2 separate regions of the Zea mays genome follow, and region 1 is linked to region 2. Evidence: chromatin contacts called from public Hi-C data. All regions are on one chromosome and are shown on one strand. Each heading gives the region's core, a stretch centred on a gene start, on an enhancer-like site or on the middle of the called end of the contact. The rest is flanking DNA. Distances are from core to core; before and after follow the strand shown. Region 1 holds the start of LOC100284926 (cysteine protease 1). Region 2 holds the start of LOC103625878 (cytochrome b5).

What was found. A called contact is a pair of places that touch in the nucleus more often than the background predicts.
Region 1: a Hi-C map of leaf shows a contact between it and region 2, with 4 times the contacts expected there. The contact joins the promoter of LOC100284926 here to the promoter of LOC103625878 in region 2. A contact is called at or near these places in 18 of 25 Hi-C or Micro-C datasets (bundle sheath, ear, leaf and 5 more) and 2 of 3 datasets of contacts at active chromatin or transcription factors (leaf and seedling).

Annotation. Positions count from the first base shown.
Region 1 is chr5:7,547,568-7,552,488 of Zm-B73-REFERENCE-NAM-5.0, reverse strand. LOC100284926 (cysteine protease 1) reads left to right here and starts at 2,406. Exons shown (of 2, transcript NM_001372148.1): 1 at 2,406-2,953; 2 at 3,191-4,317. The coding sequence starts at 2,515. The coding sequence ends at 3,777. It also overlaps a transcript of LOC100279325 not described here.
Region 2 is chr5:7,367,165-7,372,265 of Zm-B73-REFERENCE-NAM-5.0, reverse strand. It overlaps LOC103625878 (cytochrome b5), which reads left to right and starts at 1,980. Exons shown (of 3, transcript NM_001301558.2): 1 at 1,980-2,247; 2 at 2,696-2,762; 3 at 2,860-3,329. The coding sequence starts at 2,161. The coding sequence ends at 3,113.

The DNA of each region.
Region 1 (4,921 bases), core at 1,157-3,656, 180 kb before region 2:
AGTTTGCGGCCCCGGCTCGGCTCACTCACCATGGTGGTCTCGCCGGTCGAAGTGCTCTCGTCAGACTGTCCGCAGCGGTTTCCTCTAAATTTCTCCCTCTATATCACTTTTTTGCGTCACATCATCAACATTTCATCCCCTATTTTTTCATCTTCCGCAGCGGTTTCCTCTATATTCTCCCCCTATACCCCACTATAACTATAAAATATCATTATCCAATCTTATTCATCATTTATTACCATTTTTTCTTCACCTATTAAAAAAACAACCGTACAAATGCACAGTTGAAGGGGGACGGCGAACTCATGCTCACTGCAGCGTGTTGCTGTTTACATCTGCTGCGTGGGGAACCTTTTAGAGGATGTCGTTGCGGTCGTAGAGGACTTCTGCAGCCGCCAGATTGAGAGGAGGGAGCGGTCTGGCGGACGCCGCTGCACACAGCCTCAGTAATGGCGGCATGGCAACATTCCCAAGACCGGGGGTGGCCTCGTCCTCGTCCACTGCTTTTTCTATCCATATTCTATCTTGTGTTGCTTCCAGCAGCAGCCGTCGTCGTTCAGCACGAATGGGAGAGAGAAAAGAAAAGAAAAGGAGGAGCTGATGTCACGACGCAGAAAGCTCCACGTTTGATCTGACCTCTGACGTCGGAATCGGAACGTCCTGCACTGCACACAATGGAAGGAGCAGCCGGCGGCCAGCGAGCGCTCGGACCGAGGCACCTATCCAGCTGACAAAGACCGGTTCTGGAGGCATGACGCGTCAGCTCGTGCGGCTGCTCTGCTCCGGGGACCGACGGGACCCCCCCCAATGAGATTTTACTAGAGCATAGGATGGAGCGCCGTCGTTTTTCACAAACTTGTTGCACCCAGAAAATGTATGAACTAGTCTCCAAATAATGACTGGGCTCGGACTGCTAATTGACTAAGGGCATGTACAACCCAGATACTGCTGCACAGTACTCCAAGTATAAGATACAACTAAAACACAACATAATACAGTGGTCATGTCTAAAACATGTGTCTTACGATATTTATTGTACCAATCAGAGCATTCAATAAATTAAAGTGACCAATCAGCTAGTCTCCTGTCTCGAACATAGAGCTAAGACACTGTGTCTTCGTCAAGATACGTGTCTTGAGTTTTTTTACATTCACCCCCCTAGACACACTGTAAGACACAACTTAAAACACCCACTGTACATGCCCTAATGATATCGTCATCAAAATGAAAGAAAGGTAGTATGGTTCTTATCTTAAACGGAAGCATTTACGGTACGGGTGAGTTGGGTCGGTATCATGGGGACTGTTGAGAGAGTGAGTGATGATGATTGATGAGTGACACAAAGCAAGGTAGCTAGGCAGTGACAGGAACCCAACCGGAATCTCATCTGGGACTGGGAGGACCGGTAATGGACACCGGGGAGGCGGCCGGCCCGGGCCCTATATGTGTTGACGATTCTCGCTCGGATTCAGCTCCCGCGCGTCGAGCTGGTTATTGGTCATCATGCCTTGCGTTGCGTGTACAAACGGAAGATACCGCGACGCCGACGGCGACGTGGATCCTGTCAGCTGCAAGTAGAAAGCTCGTTCGTTGGGGTGCAATCATGCGTCGTATGGGATTATGTCATGCGTAGTATTTAGTGATACTCTCTCCATTTCTTTTTATTTGTCGTTATATATATATATATATATATATATATATATATATATATATATATATATATATATATATATATATATATATATATCACTAAATACCAAGCGGCAAGCGACACCTAGCTAGGCATTTTAATTTGCATCCACGAAATGTCCGATCCCAATCTCTGCGAGGATAAGAGACCCAGTGACTGCAAGCTAGCCAGCCAAGAGATTCCGAGGCTGCCGTAGGAAATAGGAATCCAGCAAACCACTCACGGTCACGTACGTCTCGGTCAAGGAGAGCCGCTCGCTCACGTCACCAGTCCAACCCCAAGTGTTTCGTTTCAACCAGCAGAGCAGAGCTAGCCCTGGCCAGCAGCGCAAGTGTGGACTCCATGTCCTCGCCAGTCTCACTCGTTGAAAGATAAAAGAAAAAACGGCGTGTCCACCACCAGCTACATCAGAATTATGTCCTACATGCATATATGCTTATGAATTTTGGATCCTTTTCAAGAGAACGAGTGCCCTGAATACGATGGCTGTGATAATAATCGTCCATGGTGGGAGCTTACTTGACGCCTCTTTTCTCCTGATCCATGGATATATAATTTGTTAGGCTAACTCTCTCCCCTCCTGCTAACACTGACAATGGAGTCACAGTTAACCATGCCTAACTTAAATCCTTTTGGGTCCTTTCCGGCTACCTCCTGAACGTACTGCTATATAAACCCCTTCCTGCATTGCAGGGTTTGGCCAAGCACCAGCTAAGCTAGCTAGGTCACATGACATGAGCTAAAGACGACGACACACTAGCATTGCACACACAAGACACACTAACTACATAGCTAAATACACTAGCATACCCCCCCAAAAAAATATGTCCGCGTCACGGTTCCTCCTCGCCGTCCTCGTCGTGGGCAGCGCCGTACTGTGCACCGCCGCCGCTCCCCGCGCGCTCGCGGCGGCCGCCGCCGCGATGGCGTCGCGGCACGAGAAGTGGATGGCGGAGCACGGGCGCGCGTACAAGGATGAGGCCGAGAAGGCGCGGCGGCTGGAGGTGTTCCGGGCCAACGCGGAGCTGATCGACTCGTTCAACGCCGCAGGGACGCACAGCCACCGGCTGGCGACCAACAGGTTCGCCGACCTCACCGTCGAGGAGTTCCGCGCGGCCAGGACCGGGCTCCGGCCGCGCCCGGCGCCGTCCGCGGGCGCCGGCCGGTTCAGGTACGAGAACTTCAGCCTGGCGGACGCGGCGCAGAGCGTGGACTGGCGGGCCATGGGTGCCGTCACCGGCGTCAAGGACCAGGGAGCGTGCGGTACGTACCTACGAACGAGAACGACCATGCAAACACGGAAACACCACCTGCGCACATGCACGATGCATGCATTCTGAATAGTGAACGATCAAAACCTACCGTGCGTGGCCGTGGATACGTCTCCATCTAGCTACCTTTTTTCTGAATGAAGGACCAATTAAGTTAAAAGGTTCCCAGTATTTTTAGGCAATTAATCCAACGTAGCCATGCACAACACGTCAACACACACGCACGCAGGCTGCTGCTGGGCGTTCTCGGCGGTGGCGGCGGTGGAAGGGCTGAACAAGATCCGGACGGGGCGGCTGGTGTCGCTGTCGGAGCAGGAGCTGGTGGACTGTGACGTCAGCGGCGTGGACCAGGGCTGCGACGGCGGCCTCATGGACAACGCCTTCCAGTTCGTCGCGCGCCGCGGCGGGCTGGCCTCGGAGTCGGGCTACCCGTACCAGGGCCGGGACGGGCCCTGCCGCTCGTCCGCCGCCGCCGCGCGGGCCGCGTCCATCCGGGGCCACGAGGACGTGCCGCGCAACAACGAGGCCGCGCTCGCGGCCGCCGTGGCCAACCAGCCCGTGTCCGTGGCCATCAACGGCGAGGACATGGCGTTCCGCTTCTACGACAGCGGCGTGCTGGGCGGGGCCTGCGGCACGGACCTCAACCACGCCATCACGGCCGTCGGGTACGGCACGGCGAACGACGGCACAAGGTACTGGCTGATGAAGAACTCCTGGGGCGCGTCGTGGGGCGAGGGCGGATACGTCCGGATCCGCCGCGGCGTCCGCGGGGAGGGCGTCTGCGGTCTCGCCAAGCTGCCGTCCTACCCCGTCTAGAGCGCCGATCGCGTCCACCAACGTAACCATCGCACAGCATACAGTACGCATGATGCTGTTACGTCATCCAAGACAAGCGTGCTCGTGCATGGCATATATATTTGACTCCTCCATTTTTAAACAAGCGAACGATAAATATTCGAGAATGGAGATAATACTTATTATAAGATTGTATATAGGCCCTGTTTGGGACAACTGCTGCTTGTTGAAAAAGCAGCTTATCTGATAAGCTGGTAAGAAGCAGCTTCTGCTTGTTGGCTGCTTTTAGTTCATTTTGAGAAGCAGCTGAACTGATAAGCTGCTGCAGAAGCTGACTGTTTGGCAGGACTTCAGCTTAAATTTGTGAAGAAGCTGAAAATAAGCTGTGCCAAACAGGGCCATAATCACATGATAGATGGTTATATGTATAGTGATATAGTCGAAATCACGACCCACGCCAAGCACTATGTATTGTACTCCCAGCCATAAGAATGTCGCTGAGGTATTAGTTGGACCTTTACGTGTGATGGTCACGTGTATTGTAATGTACAGATTGCCTTGAATGCAACCAATTTAGTGTAAACAAATACATTCATATTCTAAATGTGTAATATATATATATATATATATATATATATATATATATATATATATATATATATATATATATATATATATATATATATATATATATATATATATATATATATATATATATATATATATATATATATATATATACTCAGAAACCGTGATGTGTATGAATATACGATCGTGTGTACATACACATCATGTTGACGAGCAAAACTGACATTTAATGAGAGCCGCCCATCACTACTTCTGGAATAGGCGAGAGATAAGCCAATAACTACTAGTGTAACAAAACATATTTTCTCTACTAGTTAGATGCCCGTACGTTGCAACGACATATAAAATATTCAACAAAATATTAGTGTTGATAGGTGTGGCTCCAATCCGTCTGCGCAGTCCTTGAATGGATAAGTACTACACCTTTGAGCAGCGAATCCCGGTGGTCGGCAGTGTGGATCGTGCATTGGCCATGGCCAGTTGGCCACCACGAACTGCGTGGTACTTGTCCATTCCAAATCTAAAAGGCAGCATATGATATTTGGCGTCTTTTTTAAACGAAATGAAAACTGCAGTT
Region 2 (5,101 bases), core at 731-3,230:
GTGCATCAGCGTAAAGTGAAACAGTAATTCAAGTGAACGTGAGAGGTGGTACTTGTTTGTACGTCTAGTTCCCTACCAGTGATGACACTAGACAAAAGGTACGTATAGGCCACGGCACTAGAGGCTGGACCGCTAGAGCCTGCAGAGAAAGCGAAACCATTGTGAGAAAAGTCAGAAACAAAAGAAAGGATTCAGCAGAGGAAGCCCGCCGGAGCCATATTTATTACGTACGTACGCGCGTAGAGCAGAGGAGACCTGAAGAAAAGGCGGCCATGATTTTAGTTTGCGTTTCGCCGGCACCGGCCGGGCCGGTAGGGAGGAGCGTCGGAGAGACATGATGCCGGGCCTAGGCGCGGGAGCGGCCGGGCACAATTCCGGCCGTAGCCCGACGAGACAGGCAAGGCGCAGAGCACGGCCGCGTCGCCGTCCATCCGTCATCAGTCGTATCGAACGTCCATCGCTGCTGCAGCGCCATGCTTTGCAGGCTGGGCCGCTGCGGAGCGCGCGCGACAGCGAGTGTCCTGCCTCGCTCGCGGCAAGCGCCGGGCGTCCTTGCCGTGCCTCCCGTTCCTTGTGCCTTCGGTGGCCGCGCACCGTGCTCGGCGGCCGGCGCCACCGCGAGCTCGAAACGTGGCGTCGTGGCAGGCGGATGCATCGGAATTGGCTTCGAGGAGGCGCTGGCGCTGGAGCGGCAGTGGCTAGTGGCCACTGGCCACGCCCCCACCCCACTGCGGCACTGCCCCAGCCCAGTCCGACCCACTCGCCATTTGGCAAAGGCACACTCAGCCCCCACCCACCAGCCACCATGCCGTAAAAAAAGTTATTCGTATCGGCTCATACGTGCTAACTGCCATAACGCCAAGTCAGAATGGCGGATAAACTAGTTTGATAACCATATTTTTTTCTAACGAGACGTTTAGATCTTTTTATTTTAGAGGAATTGAAATTTCACTTAATAAAGTAACCTATTTAGCTTGAGATTTCATATTCCATTATTTTCAAAATTCTGATATAAACTTATCTCAAATTTGTGGGTAGAGGATGAGAAATGATTTTATGTATTACTAGAATTTGTTTCTACTCTGTAACTTGCAAGATGATCTTCGACTCACTTCTTTATAGTAAAAATAAAGCAAATAAACATCTCCTACATCTTGCTAATAATAGTATATTGATATATTTTGCATAAAATTGAATTAGTTTAATTGATATATGTCTAAATTACTATTATTATAATGGAATTCAATTCCAATGATCCAAACAAGACGTAAAAGATTTCTATTTTATCAAGAAAAATTAATTTATTTTTCATTGTGAAAATATTAATCACTTAGAAAAATGGAGTTATCAAACTAGCTCCAAATGTTATCTATTGCATGAATACTTAAGTTGTATTGTATTCGTGGACGCTGACACCTTCCTGGCTCATAACCATAACCAGCAGCAAATATATACGGATATACAATGAAGAAATATTAAACATTAGTGAAAAATAAGTCTGTTAGAGAAACTCCAAAAGAAGATGTAAATTTATGTCAAAACTGATTTTTGTTACTCCAACAGCCCTCTTATCCTTCTCAAAAAAAAACCGCATCCTAGTACAGTTCTATACCCATCAATAACGAAGCAATAAATCACCATGGTACAATTCTTACCTAAGATGATTTATTAGGTAAATGTCTATTTCTTTTAGAGGTAGGTGTCTATACCCATCAATAACGAGACGTATATCAATCACTTTTTAAATCTCAGGGTTTCTTGGTACAGTTCTATACTCATTGTCTATTATTAATTGCTGATCAAGTGCTGCTAGATAGATGTTTCAGGCCTCCAACACGGTATGTCTAAAGACGATTTCTAATCAGCCCATGGGCCGTGAGGGAAAAAATAACCCTAGCAGCCCAAGAAGACCACCAAAGCAGACGGCAAGTACCCTGTAGCACCCCCACCCCTCCGCCTCCAAACATGTTCTTCTTCCGCTACAAGATAGCAACACAGGCGAGGATCCCAAGACCCGAGCCGTGTAGGCTGCTGCAGTCTCTTCCTCCCCGGCAAGCCGCGGCGGTCGTTGCCCCGGCCCCTCATATAATATAGTCGCCGCCTCCTTGTCACCGCCGATTCGATTAGGTTGATACAGGGAGGAGTCGCGAGGGGACGTAGATGCCGACGCTGACAAAGCTGTACAGCATGAAGGAGGCTGCCCTCCACAACACGCCCGACGACTGCTGGGTCGTCGTCGACGGCAAGGTAGCGCCAGCCGCCACTGTATCCCTTCCTCATCCGCCCTTGCTGTAGATAGGTATGTAGGTGCGCTGTATGCAGCGGTAGGTAGAGATGTAAACCCGTGGGGAGGGAGGGAGGGAGGGCATACTGTTCGAAGTTCCGATGCTATTTCTCTCGCAACGTGTTCGATGGAATGTCTGGGAGGCCTTTGCTATCATGTGCGGCTTGTTGTGCATCTGATCTTGCCAATACTAGCGGCATTCTGGTGGCGAGGTTTGGCCGTTTGGGAGATTGGGATGGCGTGGTAAACTAGCTATGGTTGATCGTGCTGCTGTCTCAGAATTTCCTCTGGTTTCTCACTAATTGCCAGCGCAGTTGCATCAATTGAAGCATCATTTCAAGTAGAGTTGAGATATGGTGCACTGAACTTATCGCTACATAAACTGATTGTCTGCTGGTACATGCGATGCAGATTTATGATGTGACCAAGTATTTGGAGGACCATCCTGGGGGCGCCGATGTTCTGCTCGAAGCAACCGGTGCTGCTTCCCTGGTTCACTTTTCCTGCACTTATTATCCATGTGGTATTAGTTTCTGTATTATGGTTTGTTTGACTCGGTGTCATTCTGTCTGAAGGTAAGGATGCTACAGAAGAATTTGACGATGCAGGGCACAGCAAGAGTGCCAAGGAGCTAATGCAGGACTACTTCGTTGGGGAGTTGGACTCGGACCCAACTCCTGAGATTCCTGAGATGGAGGTTTTCAGAAAGGAACAGGACACGGGATTTGCCAGGAAGCTTATGGACGACGTGGTGCAATATTGGTCGATCCCAGCCGCTGTAATTGGGATATCAGCTGTTGTTGCCATATTGTATGCGCGAAGGAAGTGAAAGCCGATGTGCATGTGCCGAGCTTGGGCAGATGACCCCTTTTAGAGGGATCAGCCCATGGTGCATGGATATATCATATATCATATCTCCTGTCCAGAACCAAATTACATTATGATGTTCGATTCTTAAACACTTAATGGCAAACATTTGCCGGATTGATGGCATTATTTTGTCGACACGACAATCAATTGATGGATTTATTACTCTTGGAACCAACCATCACGCTTGCTGGCGTAAATATGTTCCATGCCACCTTTGATGCTTTTGAACGCCATGGATTGGCATTCAATCTTTAACTTTTATCTCAACTGAATTCGGTGTTATCTGTTGTTTTGTATTATTGAAAAGGTGTGAAGCCTGTCATCACATCTGCCCAATTGTTTCTTCACAACAGTTTATTGCCTTGCCTTGATATAAACTGTCTAAATCTCGAATAAGGTGCAGATAGTTGGGTGGGCAGTAGACTTCAGAAGGTTATATGTAACTTCAACCAGTCCCTCTTTTGATCATTCTATTCTTTGATTGCAAGTATTTCACCATCGCCCGTTAAGCTCTGGAGAAGTCGCATGTATCTTGAGTAAACTAGAAGGGGATGGGATGGCATTGCTTAAAGGAGTTGCAAAAGCCAACATGTGGAAGGTGAAGGCTGAGGCTGATGAGCGTCAAGCTGGGGTTTGCTTTGAACTAACTAGCCAACAAACCAAAAGCTACGGAGCACCCATCAGCCCATGCTTCGACTGCACTACATTTCTTATGGATATATATATACCAGGCCATGGGTGCCATATACCCTGCTCTGACCTCGGACGCTTGAGCAGCAGCACCATGAAGACCTGGTATTTCTCTTCGTGGTGGTTGGTGGATGGTTAGGAACAAACAGTTTGATCCTTCATGCAATCTAAGGTAAGTTGCTTTATTGTAATGTAGTTGCAGTAATGCATATTTCATTGTTGCGGTTCCGTTTTTAGTTTAAATGGAGCAGGTTACTCTGGTTTGACCAATTATCAAATCTGTCTTTCTCTACTTATTTTACTCTCCAGACTAGAGCTTCAGTATCAAATGTAAAAATATGTGATCTAGTTTTATTAAAGGACATATGTTGCGTGCTTCATAAAAATGGTCAGACTATGGCCATGTTTGGTTTCAATTAGTCCTAGGACTAAACTTTAGTCCTAGGACTAAACTTTAGTCCCTACATGTTTGGTTCTAGGGACTAAATAGATTCTAAAGTCATTAAATACATTGTCCAAAGACTCAAATACCCTTAGAATATACTCACAATATTAGTTATCTATAAAAAAGGTAAGGGCAACATGATAATTATGGGCTTTTAGTCTCTTTTAGCACCTATGTGAAGGACTAAAGACTAAATCATTTTAGTCCATATTTTAGTCCTAGTGTTTGGAAAAAAAGGGACTAAATGGGACTAAAAACTAGAGACTAATCTTTAGTCCCTCTAACCAAACACCCCCTATCTCTAACCAAACACCCCCTATGTAGCACCCGTCAGGACATTTTCCAACAAGGCCGTAGCGCACAACAATCAGCAAAACCTCATTTTGTCCTTCTCAGAGGATCACAGTGTTGCTCCGTAAGCTGTTATTATGTGACAACATGCAAAATGGTTGTGCTGTTGCGCGGTTGCGGATACTAGCAATTTATGAGTCCACTACGTCGCGCAAAAAGGAGTTCGTTTCCAGCAGATTGCGCAAAATGATTGTGCATCCGTTCAGCAGGCCTTGGACACAAAAATGGAGGACGTGGCTTGGACTGTGCGCGACCGCGAGAGCTCGAAGATATGCACGTCGATGTGGGGTGTGGTTTTTGTGCGACCGCGTACGCGAGCTGCTGGACACGTGAACAATATCGATTTCTTACTCATTTTCTGCATCCGGGGTCGTATATACAACCTGCTAAAGATAAGATAAAGGTTGTCTTCAGCAATATCCTTTATATCCATTATTTACGGTCTTCTCTAAAAGATTTTA